Regions from separate parts of the Mus musculus genome. Here regions 1 and 2 are each linked to region 3. Evidence: chromatin contacts called from public HiChIP or PLAC-seq data. All regions are on one chromosome and are shown on one strand. Each heading gives the region's core, a stretch centred on a gene start, on an enhancer-like site or on the middle of the called end of the contact. The rest is flanking DNA. Distances are from core to core; before and after follow the strand shown. Region 1 overlaps Chaf1b (chromatin assembly factor 1, subunit B (p60)). Region 2 overlaps Dop1b (DOP1 leucine zipper like protein B). Region 3 overlaps Gm30881 (a long non-coding RNA gene).

Region 1 (4,873 bases), core at 1,723-4,222, 91 kb after region 3:
AGGAGAATAAATTTAACACCATTGAAAACAGACACTGTGCCAAATCCACAGCCCAATAGCGGGACCGCCCCCTCCACAGAAGAGGTCCAGCCAGGTAAGGGAGGGTTTAGAGATGTATTCTTCTGGAAGCTAACACACACCTGACTTTAGGTCAGCTCTCGGAAGGCCAGACTGTCTTTTTGGGACCGTCCTTTGGACAAACGTAGGAAAGTAACCCTGTGCACTGAGCAGTCGTGGTTTCTGGAGGGATGGGTCTCCCCACTTCATGACAGCTTGTGTTTGGGGCAGATGATTAGTGTTGTAGAGGGATTAATAGCATCCCTGATGCCACCTATTTATTTATTTGTTTATTTTAAATGCTGGTGTTCGTGTATGTCTGTATGAGGGTTTCAGATCCCCTGGAAATGGAATTACAGACAGTTGTGAACTGCCATGAATTGAACTCAGGACCTTTGGAAGAACAGCCACTTCTTACACACTGATGCTACCTACCTCTTACCCTGTCACATCCTCAGTGTCGCAGACGTCTGTCTCTTGACACGAGAACCAGCTGTGTAGATCCATTATTCCTCCTAGCTGTAGTCAGCGTCTCACTGGGCCACTTGTGCCTTTTTTTTTTTAATGTGTGTGTGTGTGTTTTTTTTAAAGATTTATTTATTTATTATATGTAAGTACACTGTAGCTGTCTTCAGACACACCAGAAGAGGGCATCAGATCTCATTACGGGTGGTTGTGAGCCACCATGTGGTTGCTGGGATTTGAACTCAGGACCTTTGGAAGAGCAGTCAGTGTTCTTAACCGCCGAGCCATCTCTCCAGCCCCACTTGCCTCCTTATTTCATGTCACCCTGACTCACAGAAGCCCTCCCTGCTTGCTAACCTTAAGTCTGTCAATGTTTCAGAGGCTCCTGGGGAGCCACCGGAGGAGCCTCCTGAACTGAAGAGACCCAGGCTTGAGGAACGTGAAGGAGATGCCCAAAACCTGGCCCCTGATGACTCTTCCAAGACTGTCTGAGCCTGCTATGCACCTGCGTGCAGAGGAGGCAAGGCCAAAGCTCGAAGGCTGGTGATGGTGGCCAAATAAACACTCATGAATTGGTTCACATAGAAAAAGTGTGTGTGCTGACTTCGCTGTAGCAGCCTGCATGCCCTTGTTCAGTCACCCCTTCCCATGGGTCTCTGCGTATTATGCTAGGCAAAGGCCTCTTTTGGATGAGTTTCTGAGACTGGGAAACCTGCTCTGCACCCTAATCCCTTCACTTGACAGACTTTACACTCTTGGTAGAGAGGAGGGCTAGGAGAAGACAGGGGCCATCTGTCCTACAAATGAGAAATTCAAGTGAGAGCATGCAGTGCTTCCAATGGCCACTGGAGGTCACTGTGCCCACTGACTCCGCTCAGAGGGCTTGATGGTTGGCTGCCTTGCTTGACCCTCCGTCTGAGCCTGCCCTTGTCTAGAGTTGTGGATCTGGTGGCAGCACCTTTGGATCACAGTGGGATGGGCTCAGAAAACAAGATAACATCAGTTCCTGTGTGGATTTGTGTTTCACTCGTTCAGAGTCAGGTACTGTGGGTGAGCCAGGCACAGCACACTCTTCAGGGCAACCAGCATTGAGAGCTTGCTACCCTTAGGGGAGCTGCGCGGTAACTGGAGGACACCCCACTGAAGGGCAAGTGGGATCTTTGGCCTCCGTAACTCCATAACACATCCAGATGTAACTACCCGAGGGACTCCACAGAACTGTTGATAAGGGTGTACACAGACCTGGGTAGGTTGGTAGTGAACAGGCGGCTGCTGCAGGCTCTGCTCCTGCCTGGACGGGGGCTGGGGAGGGGTGAATTCAGCCCTCAGCAGCTGGAGCAGTTCCAAAGCGCCATGCTTGCTTGCACCAGATGGCTTGCTCAGACTTGAGGAATTTTAAAATTTAAGAATATTTGCTATGCATGAGTGTTTTGCCTGCATGTATGTATGTGGATCACATGGGTGCCCAGGAAGGCTAGAAAAGGGTGTCTGATCTCCTGGAACAGGAATTACAGGTGGTGATGAGCTGCCTTGGGGGAAACTGGGAACTAAACTTGGGACCCTCTGCAGAGGCAGTGGGTACCATTAACCTCCAGGGATTTAACCCTTAATTGCATCTAAAAACTCTCCAACTCAACCTCCCAAATTAGCTACCAACTCGGGCCAGTGCTGGGAACTGAGCAAGTGCGCGAGGTTCAGTGAGGTAAACCAGCCTGGACCAGAGAGCAGATGGTAGCCTGAGTCCGGCTGGTTGGCCTCCTGGGTCACCTTGAGTAGAATCCCCACATCCCGATGCCCCTTGGAGCATACATACGACCCAAAGCACTTGTAGGTCAATCTGTGCCTGCTGCTGATTCTCACACAGCAGGCCCTTCCCTCCGCAGCCCCTCGCAGCTGCCTGCACTTCTATTGGCCTTTTTTTCCAGGCTAAACATCCTTGGGGAGAGGGGACCTTCAGACTTTCCAGCTCCCCATCCTGGGTGGAGGGAACTGTCTCTGCAGCCCAAGAGACACCATGGAGCCAGGAGAGGCCCATTTGTTCTTCTCTCAGGGAGGAGGAGCCTGGAGGCCGGCTATGGAGGGGTGCTGTTTCCTAGCTTGCTCAGCTTGCTTTTTTATAAAACCCAGGAACACCAGCCCAGGGATGGCATTGTAGCCGCCAGTGGCCACGGGCTCCTGGGTTCCTAAAAGGAAAGCTGTGGATGGATGGGAAGGACAGCGAGACAAAGTTCTCTGATCAAGGCTCAATATTTACTTTTGAGTCTGAACTCAAAAAGGGGGGAAACCCATCCCCCATATGCCAGGATCTTGTTCCCTTGTCAGGATCTCGGCAGGGCAGCCAGCTGAGGCTGCTCTGCAGGTAGTGGCTTCTTGCAGGAAGCTGCAGGTGTGGCAGACAATAGACTTTAGCTAGGTCGGAAGACTCCACCCCGGCTGTGGCAAACACAAGGTCTGAATCAGCCCACTCAAGGTTGGGGGAGGGCACGTGACATCACCCACAAAGAGCTGGGCCCACCTGCATTGCTCACTAAAAAGATGCCCTACAGCTGGATCTCATGGAGGCATTTTTTGTTTGTTTGTTTGTTTGTTTGTTTGTTTTCCGAGACAGGTTTTCTCTGTGTAGCCCTGGCTGTCCTGGCACTCACTTTGTAGACCAGGCTGGCCTCGAACTCAGAAATCCGCCTGCCTCTGCCTCCCGAGTGCTGGGATTAAAGGCGTGTGCCACCACGCCCGGCTTCATGGAGACATTTTTAAAATTGAGGCTTGCTCCTCTTAGATGACTCTTGTCAAGTTGACATAAACCCAGCCCGCACAGGGGCACAGAGAGGTGAGGTGCAGCTGGCTGCTCAGTGCTCAATGTCACACCTTTCTGGTTGGCTCAGCCTAAGTCACAGCTGGGTATGTGGTTTCCACAGCAGTCTGAGAACTTACTCCTGGGGCCTCTGCGTTCCCAGGGTCTCCTTTTATTTCTCCAGCCAGAGCTGGGTCCTCCCTCTCTTCTTGCACACATGTACTTACAAATGTACCCCCCCCCCCAAATCACACCAATCTGTTAGAAATGCCGATGTAAGTTTTAATAAAATATCAGGACATAGGTCATGTATAAATATGCCCGATAAAAAAAGATGAGTTTATTTTTAAAATCACAGAGCTTTCAACAACAGTTCAGACAAAAGCGTTATAAGAGCTCCTAATGTCCCATGGGCTTCTGCCAGCTTCCCTAGTTGAAAGAAGACAGCAAAGAAGCCATTTTTAATCTTTGTATTATTATTATGGTTTTATTATTATTATGGTTTATTATTATTATTGGAGGTTTTTTTGAGGTGGGATATTTCTATGTCATCCCAGTTGTCCTTGAACTGACAAAGACCCCCCCCCCCCCGCTTCTGCCTCTTGAGCGGTGGTATTAACAACGTGTTCCACAGTGCCGGGCAAGACGCCATTTTTTTAAGCCCTTCTATGGTGGTTATATTGATTTTTTTTGTTGTTTTTTAAGATTTATTTATTATTATTATATCTAAGTACACTGCTACAGTCCCTAATGAGATCTGACTTCGGACACACCAGAAGAGGGCGTCAGATCTCATTACGGAGGGTTGTGAGCCACCATGTGGTTGCTGGGATTTGAACTCAGGACCTTCAGAAGAGCAGTCAGTGCTCTTACCCGCGGAGCCATCTCGCCAGCCCGATGTTGATTGTTACTTGACAGGATCTTGGACACAAACCTTTGGCGTGTCTGTGAGGGGCTTGGGGGAATTCCATTTATTGAGGTGGGAAAGGGCCCCCTAACATGGGCAACACCATTCTGTGGGCTTGGGGTCTTGAACTGAATCAAAAGGAGAAAAAGGGGGTCAAGAGAGAAGGCTCAATGGGTTACCCCAACCCCGCCGACCTGAGTTTGATCCTCAGCACCTCCCTGGATCCCACGGATGAAAACAATACAAACACAAATGAACAAGCAGTGGAGAGGACCAGGTTCCCAGCCGTGCCTCTCCCTGTCCATCGGTCAGTTGCCCGAGTTATGTTCTACAGCAAGCGAGTCTGCTTTCACTTTAACCCTTTCCCTGAGAAAGCATTCAGTGACCATGAATTGCACCATCCGCATGAGGTCTGCCCAGGGTGGGCACCAAGGCCTCCGACCAGCTGTCACCCAGATGCCCTTCTGATGATGCTTTTAAATTAAACATTTAGGGTACATTTTTCTTTCGTTTTTTTGTTTTTAAATGTGTGTGCACCTGTATGTGTGGGCATTCATGTGCCACAGTGTGCGTGTGGAGGTCAGAGGACAACCTGTAAGAGTTGGTTCTCCCTTTCCACCACTCTGGTCCCGGGGATCGAACTCCCGTCTTTG
Region 2 (4,986 bases), core at 2,395-4,894, 66 kb before region 3:
ACAGGGGCTGAGCTGGGAAACCCCGTGAGCTGCTCCTCACAGTGAGCTGGCCCTGGCCACCTTTCCCCCTGCTCCCTTGCAGGTAGGAAGCCTATGAGAAATGCTAAGTGATGAGTCAGCTCAGCATGCGGTGACCTCTCTGCCAGTCACTGGCGGCCTCTCACCAGCCCACATGTGGTTTTCAATACCAGCACCGCAGAGCAGGGCCCCACTTCAGTGTCCTTGGAAAAACAGGCCTGATCTACTGAAAGAGACGCGTCATGAGCTGCTGACTGCGTCCCGTCACAGGAGGATTGAGTGAAGATAAGAGATGTGCCAAGCCAGATGGCTGACACCTGTGACCCCAGCACTCAGGCAGATCCCAAAATAAAGGGGTCTGGGGGCTAACAAGTGGCCCAGTAGTTAGGATGGCTGCTACCAAGCCTTGTGTCCCGAACCTAATACCCAGGACCCACATGGTGGAAGAAGAAGAGCAACTTCTCCAAAGGAGAGAACCAGCTTTTTCAGGTTGTCCTCTGACCTAACCAAGTCTGCTGTGCATGAGTGCACATATATATATTATTTATATATATACCGCCATACACACTCATACACTACACACACGTGCATACACACATGCACGCAGGTGTACTAATTAAATAGGTGGGGCTAGAGGGATGGCTCAGCAGTTAAGAGCACTTGCTGCTTTAAGAGGCCTGGAGTTTGGTTCTGTAACTCCACCTTTAGGGTATCCAGTGCCCCCTTCTGGCCTGCACAGGCACCTGCAGTCCTATGCACATACAGACACACAGACATATATAGACATAATTAAAAATAAATCTATTTATAATGTTATAAAGAGGACAGTGACTCACTGAGTAAGGTACTTGCTGTCAGGCCCAGCAACCTGAATTCCATTCCCAGACCCTGAAGAGGGTCTGCGTGCCTCATGTGTGACTGGTCACATATTCCTGACTTTTCCTCAGGATGGACTTCATGGGTGGTGCTCACACGGTGCAGAAGGTGGGAAGAAACCTGAAACCTTGTCATCTTTCACCAACAGAACTGACGCCCTGCTCCTGAGACTGTCTGTGGTTGTGGGGCGAGAGGTGTTCTATGCTGCCCTGTGGGGCAGCGTTCTGACAAGCCCTTCCATCCGCCTCCCTGCCTCCTTATTTGTGGTGAACCACATCAGCAGGGACTCACCAGGCAAGGAGCAGAAGTGCATGCTGGGTACTGATTACCAGCTCACGGTAGGTGCCTCACTGTCCGAGAGGGGTGGGTGTGGCTTCTCCATCAGGGAGAATCAGGCAGTGAGGACATTCCAAGACTGAATGTGTGTGATGATGGTGAGCTGTGAAGCAGGGTGAGGGGCAGCTGCCATACATAAGGATGGTTTGCTTTCCATTTAACATTTTATACTTGTGTGTGTGTGTGTGAGAGAGAGAGAGAGAGAGAGAGAGAGAGAGAGAGAGAGAGAAGAGTAGAGTCCAGAAGAAGATGTTGGCACTCTGGGAGCTGACATGGGTACTGGGAACTAAAACCAGGCCCTGTCCTGTGGAAGTGCAGCACAGACTGCCCACTGAGCCAACTCTCCCGCCCTGGCAGCATAGCTCCTCCGTGGCCAATGGCTGTGTGCACAGGTACTCAGCAGCCTCTGCCGTATGTGCCTCTAGTCTCGTCTCCTCCCATGCCCTGCGTCAGTCACTCCCTCCTTGCTCATGTGGAAACTGCCTCTTCCCCTGCTCCAATGTCCTGATGACTCCTGACCCTGCTTTCTGCCCCAGTCGGTCCTCTTTGGCTGCCCTCACACCTAAAGCTCCAGGTTTCCCAGCCTCCTTCTCCAGGCCCGTGAAGGTCATCTGCCTTCCCTGGCAGCTCCAAACCTCCCCATAAATTTTGTAATGTGAGCATCCCAGACCTTTATCTTTCCCAACCCGGCCATGCCTCCTATCACCACCTGGTAGTGGACCCAAACTTTAAATAATGTTCTCAGATTAAATCAATGGATTACGAAGTCTGGAGCTAGCAGGCGTTGCTGTCTGCTGAGGGTTGGTAGAACTTTCCCACAAGATCTTTCTTAGGACCACGTGATGGAATTGAAGAGCCCCTCAGGTTGTGACTGGGATATCGGAGATCCCTGTGCGCATGTCTCCCACTTTCCTGCCTGTGGATCTGGCCTGCTTGTCATCTGACCAGCCTACGTCTCTCTTGGGCCAGCAGCCCTCCCACCGGCATCCTCTACCCCACTCTCACCAGCTCTTTAGAGATTGCTTTTGTAAAGGGTGGCTTTGCGCACACCTGTCCTGTGCTTGTGGCTCTGTGGCTCACACAGTCCCAGTTCAGGACTTCCTAGTTGTCTGCTCCCAGCTGATGGATCACCTGTTCGCCCCACAAGCCTGTGTGTGTGTGGCTTTCAGCCTCAGTGCACCCGTCCCCTCCTGAGGCACTGAGAGACGCCTTTATTGAGAGAGGACACTTACTTGGTCGGTACTGTCTTGACTTGGGGTCCACTGGACCATGCGTCTTCGTTTGGTTTTACGTGAGGTTCCTATGGTCGTATAGCCCCATAGTCCCTAGAGCTCAGAGCCCTGTTCTCATCTCCTGTGTGGCCTAATGCCACGTCAAGAATCCCAGCCTAGGTGACTTAGTTTTATGGCTGCATAGCATAGACACAGAGTGTCAGGTGTCTCTGGAACAAGCACTGTGGTGTGTCATTTCAGGTGAGATCCCTGTGTGCTTCACTGCTAGACGCCAATGTTCTTGTGCAAAGAAATAACCTGGAGATCATCCTGTTTTTCTTCCCGTTTTATACCTGCCTGGTGAGTCGTGTGTGCCCTTCTGGACACTTCCCTGTCACTTCAAAGGCAAAGGCAGGTGCTGGTGTCACGGAGACTGCTCAGCCACTTGGCAGTCTCTGCTCGCCTCAGACCATCAATGGCCTTTTCTCGTTTTGTGGGCATCATGTGACTTCTCCTGGGAAGAGGTGAGCAGATGCCTCTTCATGCCAGATAGGGCAACAACGAATGGCTAGAGGATGATGTCATCTAGACCCAGCTTGGTGGGGCAGGGGAGGCGATGGTTTTGTTAGGGTCACTAGCAGGAATGTGGGTGACATAGAGGGAAGGGTCTACCCTGGCATTTCAGAGACACAGAGGCTCCCCTGGATACCCCTCTGAGTCTCACAGCCTTCATGGAAGAGTCTCCTCCCCAGCAGCGATACTGCTTATATAGCACTGGGAAGGGACCTCGTGTATCTGATAGCTCCCTTAAAGTTCCCGCAGCTCCCTGTACCTTAGTCTACCCCTCCAGATGGAATGCCAGCAGGCAGGCATTGACTGACTCCTTTGGCGGGGCTGTGTGGGGACAGCCAGCCTCTTGACAGCTATCTTCTGGGGATGGATGGTTAAGTAAAGCCACATGTCAAAAGTTAGAAGCCTGCTCAGCATTCATTCCCTGGAGGTAATGTTCTCTTCGTCCTCCCGATAGGACCCTGAGGAGCGAGCCATCCCTCTTCTCAGACGGGATGTTGTGCACATCCTCTCAGCTGCCACCCAGACACTCCTGAGAAGGGACATGTCTCTCAACAGAAGACTCTACGCCTGGTTACTAGGTACTGAGCAGTGTGTGAGCATGTGCCCCAGAGCTGGTTTGTGGACTAAATGATGCCCTTAGTGATGTCTCTGAATCATGAATTGTGGAAAAACAGCAATGACTAACACAGGCCTGGTCAGTTGAGATTGAACTCTTACGGGAGCTATGGTTATCTGCAGCTGTTTGTTTGTTTGTTTGCTTAGAAAAGTAAGGAAAGTTTTAAAATTCCAGATGAGTTTCAATTTAAGAGCCAGACAGAAATACCAGAAATCTGCAGCTAAATTATATTTAATGAGAAGCCTGTATAACAAGATCAGGAGAATCCCTGGACTGCATCCCTTGCAGTGTTTATGTATTCAACTTGCAAACTTATAGGCAGCCCTTGGCTGTTGGTCGGAAGACTCCCAGGAACAGAGCTCAGGGACTTAGAGGTCAAAGGAAAGCATTTTTATGTATAACTTCCTATGTTTATTTATGTGTGTTAAGAAAGTAAGCAGTGTGGACAGAACATGAAGCTTCAAGTGTGTTCAGCGGGTTCCCGACCCCTGAGCCTCACCCCAGCCCCTCCACAGCTTCCCTTGATCTCCAGGGTATATATGGATCTTACCACACTGATCTCAGGATCCGCCTCAGTGTTCCTTGTCACTTCCCCCTAGTTGTGAGATGTGCAAAGTCACTGTAAGGAAGCGTCTATGAGCACTCATTTCAAGATGAGTAACTGCAGGCTCGTGATATTTTGTTGTTGGTATTTTGGGGGCGGGGGCAGGATTTCTTGTGTCTCAGGCTGGCCTTGAATTTACAGGAGAGCCTTAGACCTTGTACTTCTGGTCCTCCAAGCCTCTGCCTCCCAAGTGCTGTGATTACAGGCATCAAGACAGTGTATACAGCACTGGGCAGGGGTGGGGGTGGGGTCTCTTTGGAAATTTTAGACTTTCTAAAAATTGTATGTGTGGCCGGGCGTGGTGGTGCACGCCTTTAATCCCAGCACTTGGGAGGCAGAGGCAGGCAGATTTCTGAGTTTGAGGCCAGCCTGATCTACAAAGTGAGTTCCAGGACAGCCAGGGCTATAGAGAAACCCTGTCTCGAAAAACCAAAAAAAAAAAAAAAAAAAAAAAAAAAAAAAAAAAAAAATTGTGTGTGTGTGTGTGTGTGTGTGAGAACATATGAATGTTGACTGTATTTGAGCATATAAGTGCAGTGCCTACAGAGGCCAGAGGAAGCTGCCATATTTCCCGGAGCAGGGAGTTACATGCTGTTGTGAGCCTCGTACCATGGGTGCTGGGAGCTGATCTCAGGTCTCTGCAAAAACAGTATGTGCTCTTAACCTCTGAGGCATGCTCCAGGCCCTCTTTAAGATTTATTTGGTTGTTTTTTGAAGGATGAGTTTGTAAGTGCTCATCTGTTAGAACATGG
Region 3 (5,051 bases), core at 672-3,171:
GGACTCCCCACACACGTATGTGCATGTACATACATGTACACATATGTACAGATGCAATAAATATAAGCAGAGGAAAATCAAAAATCAATATGTTCTTTATATCATCAGTTTCTATTAGACCATGAATGTCAACTCTGATGTCTGCTTACAAATTTAGCACTGAGCTGGCTAGTTTTATGTCAACTTGTTAAAGTCAAAGTCATCTGAGAGGAGGAAATACCTTAACAAGATCTAGCTGTAGGTGCTGGAGGCATGGCTCAGCGGTTAAGAGCGCTGAGTTCATCTGTGATGGGATCCAAAGCCATCTTCTGGTGTGTCTGAAGACAGCTACAGTGCACTCACATATATAAAATAAATAATTCCAAAAAAAAAAAAAATCTAGCTGTAGGGTATTTTCTCAATTAGCAATTGATGGAGGAGGGCCCAGCAAAAAAGCAGAGCCGAGCAATCCATGAGGAGCAAGCCAGTGAGCAGCACCCTCCGTGTCCTCTGACTCCGTCAGCCCGGTCCCCGTCAGCCCCCAGCCCTCGTCAGCCTCCGCCCCAGGCAGTCAGCTCCTGCCCAGTTTGAATTCTGGTCCTTGACTTGCTTTGATGATGAGCAGTGATATGGAATCGTGAGCCAGATAAACACTTTCTTTCTCAACTTGCTTTTTGGTCATGACATTTCATCCTAACAATAGAAATCCTAAGTAAGACAAGCACCTTTTCTCTTCTTGATATCATATGCTATGCAATGGGGTGCAGTAAAGAAACTGCCAACATGACTGCTCCATTAGGGGAAAGGTGTGTTTTGTTTTGTGGGTTTTTTTTTGGGGGGGGGGGGGACAATCCAGAGGCATTTGGAAGTGTCTAGAGGAGAGAAAGGTGTGAGGGGCGGGGAGTGGGGAGGGGGCTGTAAGACCTCAGGGAGGACCAAGCATAGGGCTGTAAAGACAAGGGAGTGCACAGCTTGGGGAGGGCCTCTTGGGGGCGGGGGGGGGGGGGGATGGAAAGCCCATTTCACAAGTTCCAGAGAAATGCTGGCTGGCTTTTTTCTAACCACCACAAACCCTATAGTCTAGTTTGAGCTGATTTCTAAACAAATGGAGGACCTGTGACCTAACAGGTATCTAAAAGAGCTTTACCGATTTCTGCAAACACATACTACTTAATCTATATTTATTACCGGTTCCTCCTACATAAACTTATCCAAGGGGAAATTTTTTTAAAAGGCATCACAAAGAAGATGTGCATGCAGATGTTCCCTGCGGCAAAGGCCTGAAGGGTGGCGTGAGGGCTCGGGCTAACTGAGCTTGATTGGCTTTCACAGCATGCTCTGTCCTGGCAGACGTCCATACCTCAGCTTCTAGGTTTTGTTTTGTCTGTTTTGTTTTGTTTTTGGTACGGAGTCATCTATCTTCCTGCCTCCACCTTTTACATGTGATGATCACAGCTGTGTGCGATGATTCTCATGACCACTCTGTATAGGAAGGAGCTCAAACCCAGGGCTAAGCCAGCCCTCTGCCAACCCAGCCACATCTCCAGGCTCTCGGTGCCTCGGGTTGATATTTTCTTTCTTCCTAATGAACGAGTTTCAATACCCACATTGAAGCCAGTTCAATTCCTCCCAGAAGTGGTGAAATTGACCCAAAGAACCACTACACTGAGACAAGCAGTGTTTTGGCAGGGGCGGTGCTGGCCGAGGGTAACAGGCACAAATAGCAACACTCTTGGTATTCTTCTAACAGGCCAGCGTTTAGGAGACAAAGACCTTCAAGGGTGTTGGTGTGAGTGAAGGCTGTGTGTGCAGGCATGAAGAGATCCCTCCTACCGGGCCCGCCTCACTTGCAAGGTTTCGATTCTTACTGTCCTGTTAGCATTTCTAAGGCAGCAGAGCCAAGGCTCAGAGCAGAGCCAGGAACTGAAACCAAACTCTCTCAGACTTTAGAACTCTGCACTCTCAACCTCAGCTCCGAGAAAGCGGAACAGGAAAGAGGCATCCGCTACAGCTACAGCGAAAGCTGGTTTGTTCTGGTTTCTTGGGCCACACCACCCATCTCTGACTTCCTGGAAACCCGCCAAAGCTGGGGCCACAGCATAGAGGAGGAGGAAGGCACAGAAGGAAATGAAGTAGAATGGGGCCAATCCACTGAACCTGGGAGCCAGTTGCCTTCCTTGATGAGTGTCAAGGAATACCACTCAATGCCACTGGTAAAAAGCCACATATCTGCAGAGATAATATATGTTCCTAAAGACAGCTCACACATAGCAAAAACAAACGCTTGAGATGCCTTCTTAACATATCAAAGTGAACTTGGCTCCCAGGTTCTCCCAGAATCCTTTGGTCTGCATGCCCTCCCCCCTCCCCTAAACTTCTCTAGTCCAGCTGACTGGGCTGCTGCTCATCCCTAGAGAATCCAACCATCTTGGTTACTGCTCCTCTTTTGGACATCCTGGATATTACAGCCGGCTCCCTTCTCTCTCCTCTCCCTTCCTGAGTCCTCCCTCCTCTCACATGGCTCAGAATCAGGTGTCCACTCTAGGCTCTTCCGGAAGTCCCTGCCTCTGATTATGCCGTCCCTTTTATCTGTAATAAACCTTCTCCTGCCGGGCGTTGTGGAGCAGACTTTTAATCCCAGCCCTCGGAAGGCAGAGACAAGCAGATCTCTGAAAGTTTGAGAACAGCCTGGTCTACAGAGTGAGTTCTAAGACAGCCAGGGCTACACAGAGAAACCCTACCTCAGTGATAATAATAATGGATGATGATGATGATGATAAACCTCCTCCTCTACCATACATAGGAGCAATCACATTCTTTCCATTCTCGTTTCTTCTTACATCCATACTGTGCTCACTTGGGGTCAGAAGATTTGTAACCCTGAGTTTCAACCTGTTGATACTGTGTCTAAAACCTAGCTACACACTTCCAGGAGCCATGGGAACAGTTCCGTTCACAAAAGGAAAGTCAGAAGGAAATCAAGTCAACAAGCACAAAGCTTTTTCTTAAGGTTTAAGCTTTGTTTAACCTTTTTCAGATGGGTAGTAAATTATGCTCTTTAAACAATGTAACTGGCCGGGGCGTGGTGGCACATGCTTTTAATTCCAGCACTTGGGAGGCAGAGGCAGAGGCAGGTGGATTTCTGAGTTCGAGGCCAGCCTGGTCTACAAAGTGAGTTCCAGGACAGCCAGGGCTATACAGAGAAACCCTGTCTTGGCAGGGGGGGGGGGGCGGGGGGGGCACGATGACGGGGGACGACAAGGGTGGGGGGGACAATGTAACTGAGAGAGCCACAGGGTCCACAGATGCGACTCTCCCTTGAGAAGCCCATCCACCACAGTTGTATTAGACTTTCCCAGAGTGCCTCTCTTTGTATTAACCCCCGTGCTTAATCTGTGTCATAAACTGCAACTCTGCTTCATATTGCTTGTCCTAACGTTCTTCTCTACAGTGAGGGAAAAAAAAAAAAACAAAAAAACAAAAAAACAAAAAAAATCTGTAATAGGACCCAATGCCCTCTTCTAGTGTTTCTGAAGACAGCTACAGTGTACTCATACAAATAAAATAAATACATCTTAAAAAAATAAAAAGGAGTGTGTATGTTCTCTGGTGGACTTACCTCCAACATTCTGGAGGTAGCAGCAAGATTCCAGACATTGACACACCAGGACACCAGGGGGCCTTAGATGTCCTGAGAAATATTGTTCCTATGGGGTATATACCATGAGACATTCTTGAGTCCCAGGAACTTCTCTGCTCCTATAGATCCATAGGCTCCCAACGTTTCTGCCCTAAACAGGATGCTACAGAAAGTCTCCTGGATCAATCCCCTTCAGAAGTGAGCCTGTTTATGACACCTTCTGCACAGGACACCTCAGGAAGGCAGGACAAAGCCCAAATTCCTCTGGGATCTGCATGAGCTGTCATTGGAGTCCCTGGTCTCAGTGCATGATGGTCACTTCTGCTTGTCTCCGTTAGGAGATAGTTTCCCGAGTCCAACCATCTCAGGAACAAAGTCTACCTGGAAGCAGGAACGAAAAAGTGAGATCATATTTGCAGGCTCCTAACCTTCTTCTTCAGATGTTTCACATTTGTCTGTTAACCAGTGAAGGACTTGCAGAGGGAAGTTTCCCTTATCCTGCTATCTAACTCAGGCACACAAGTCGTAAATGTGCTGCCTGTCTTGATTAATTGACTGTGGGGCCGCTTGCCCACTCCTTTGTTCCTTTATTGCTACAGACTTTAGGTCAGAGTCCAGGAGGGGACCTGGATACAAACGCTGTCTGAGGACCCTGAAACCACATGATCTGGAAATGACCTAGTCACCAAAATTAACTTCCTCGTTTAACGCCTTGTGTCAAAACATGATTTGTCGATGCAACAGCCACCCTGCTCTCCCTCACTTTGTGTTCCCATCCTTTAAAAACGGTGTACAGTCTCCCACTGGGGACAGAGTCCCGCTCCTGAACTGGCTGCCTCCCTGCAGGCAGAGAGCAACGCTTCTTTTATTCCAAGCTTCTCTCTCTGAAGTGAGTTCTCTCAGCTTCCACCCCAAACCCAACCGTCGTTATTGCCGGGTGTCCTTCTGTCTCTGTATGTTTCTCTCAGTTCTGTTTGTTGAGGGAGCATAGCTAAAAATGAAGGGGAGAGAGCAATACCCAGATACTGTTGAGGTGCTGAAAGGCTTCTGGGAGGGCTTGGTGAGCCACTGTGGATATACTGAGCACCGGCTTTCTCTGGGCAAGACCCACCTTCCTGGCTCAAGACCCATAGCCTCTTGTTAGGGACCAAATCCTTTTGGCTTGGCCAGAGAAACCTAAAACCTCCACCTGTTCTCTCAGCCCTGTGGGAAGAAATTGACATCCCTCTCTGTATGGCCGTCTTAGCCCATGACCACACCCAGGGATGAGGACATAGTGCACTTGCCTTGCTGGGGGGCATGTAGTTTTATACCTTGGACTCCCTCTCCCCTCCACCACCACCTAGAAACTCCATCTTTATCTCCTTCCAGCATGCTCGTTCCTGGCTCTGACTAACTTTGTCCCCTCTGTCTTACTCCTTGCTCGGGCTCC

The links. HiChIP or PLAC-seq counts read pairs in DNA pulled down with a chosen protein or histone mark.
Region 1: an H3K27ac HiChIP or PLAC-seq map of embryonic stem cells shows a contact between it and region 3, with 9 read pairs. The contact joins two enhancer-like sites. A contact is called at or near these places in 1 of 484 Hi-C or Micro-C datasets (B cells), 6 of 115 datasets of contacts at active chromatin or transcription factors (the 230-238 cell line, the HPC-7 cell line, embryonic stem cells and 1 more) and 3 of 9 other capture datasets (adipose tissue, liver and pancreatic islet).
Region 2: an H3K27ac HiChIP or PLAC-seq map of the HPC-7 cell line shows a contact between it and region 3, with 5 times the contacts expected there. The contact joins two enhancer-like sites. A contact is called at or near these places in 1 of 484 Hi-C or Micro-C datasets (the AML12 cell line), 5 of 115 datasets of contacts at active chromatin or transcription factors (CD8 T cells, the HPC-7 cell line, the SCID.adh cell line and 2 more) and 4 of 9 other capture datasets (adipose tissue, embryonic stem cells, liver and 1 more).

What each region holds. Positions count from the first base shown.
Region 1 is chr16:93,905,004-93,909,876 of GRCm38.p6, forward strand. It overlaps Chaf1b (chromatin assembly factor 1, subunit B (p60)), which reads left to right. Exons shown (of 14, transcript NM_028083.4): 13 at 3-94; 14 at 902-1,103. The coding sequence ends at 1,014. Among named protein-coding and RNA genes, the nearest start is that of Gm31012, 22 kb to the right of the region's middle. Within about 2 kb of position 2,973, at least 63 of the 459 cell types and tissues checked have an H3K27ac peak or open chromatin away from gene starts, as enhancers often do. A contact at or near this core is called in embryonic stem cells and memory CD8 T cells, where this site is marked.
Region 2 is chr16:93,746,422-93,751,407 of GRCm38.p6, forward strand. It overlaps Dop1b (DOP1 leucine zipper like protein B), which reads left to right. Exons shown (of 37, transcript NM_027293.1): 5 at 1,043-1,232; 6 at 2,703-2,801; 7 at 3,469-3,592. Among named protein-coding and RNA genes, the nearest start is that of Dop1b, 37 kb to the left of the region's middle. Within about 2 kb of position 3,645, at least 31 of the 459 cell types and tissues checked have an H3K27ac peak or open chromatin away from gene starts, as enhancers often do. A contact at or near this core is called in the HPC-7 cell line, where this site is marked.
Region 3 is chr16:93,814,625-93,819,675 of GRCm38.p6, forward strand. The region is part of intron 1 of Gm30881 (a long non-coding RNA gene); the gene reads right to left. Among named protein-coding and RNA genes, the nearest start is that of Morc3, 15 kb to the right of the region's middle. Within about 2 kb of position 1,922, at least 237 of the 459 cell types and tissues checked have an H3K27ac peak or open chromatin away from gene starts, as enhancers often do. A contact at or near this core is called in the HPC-7 cell line, embryonic stem cells and memory CD8 T cells, where this site is marked.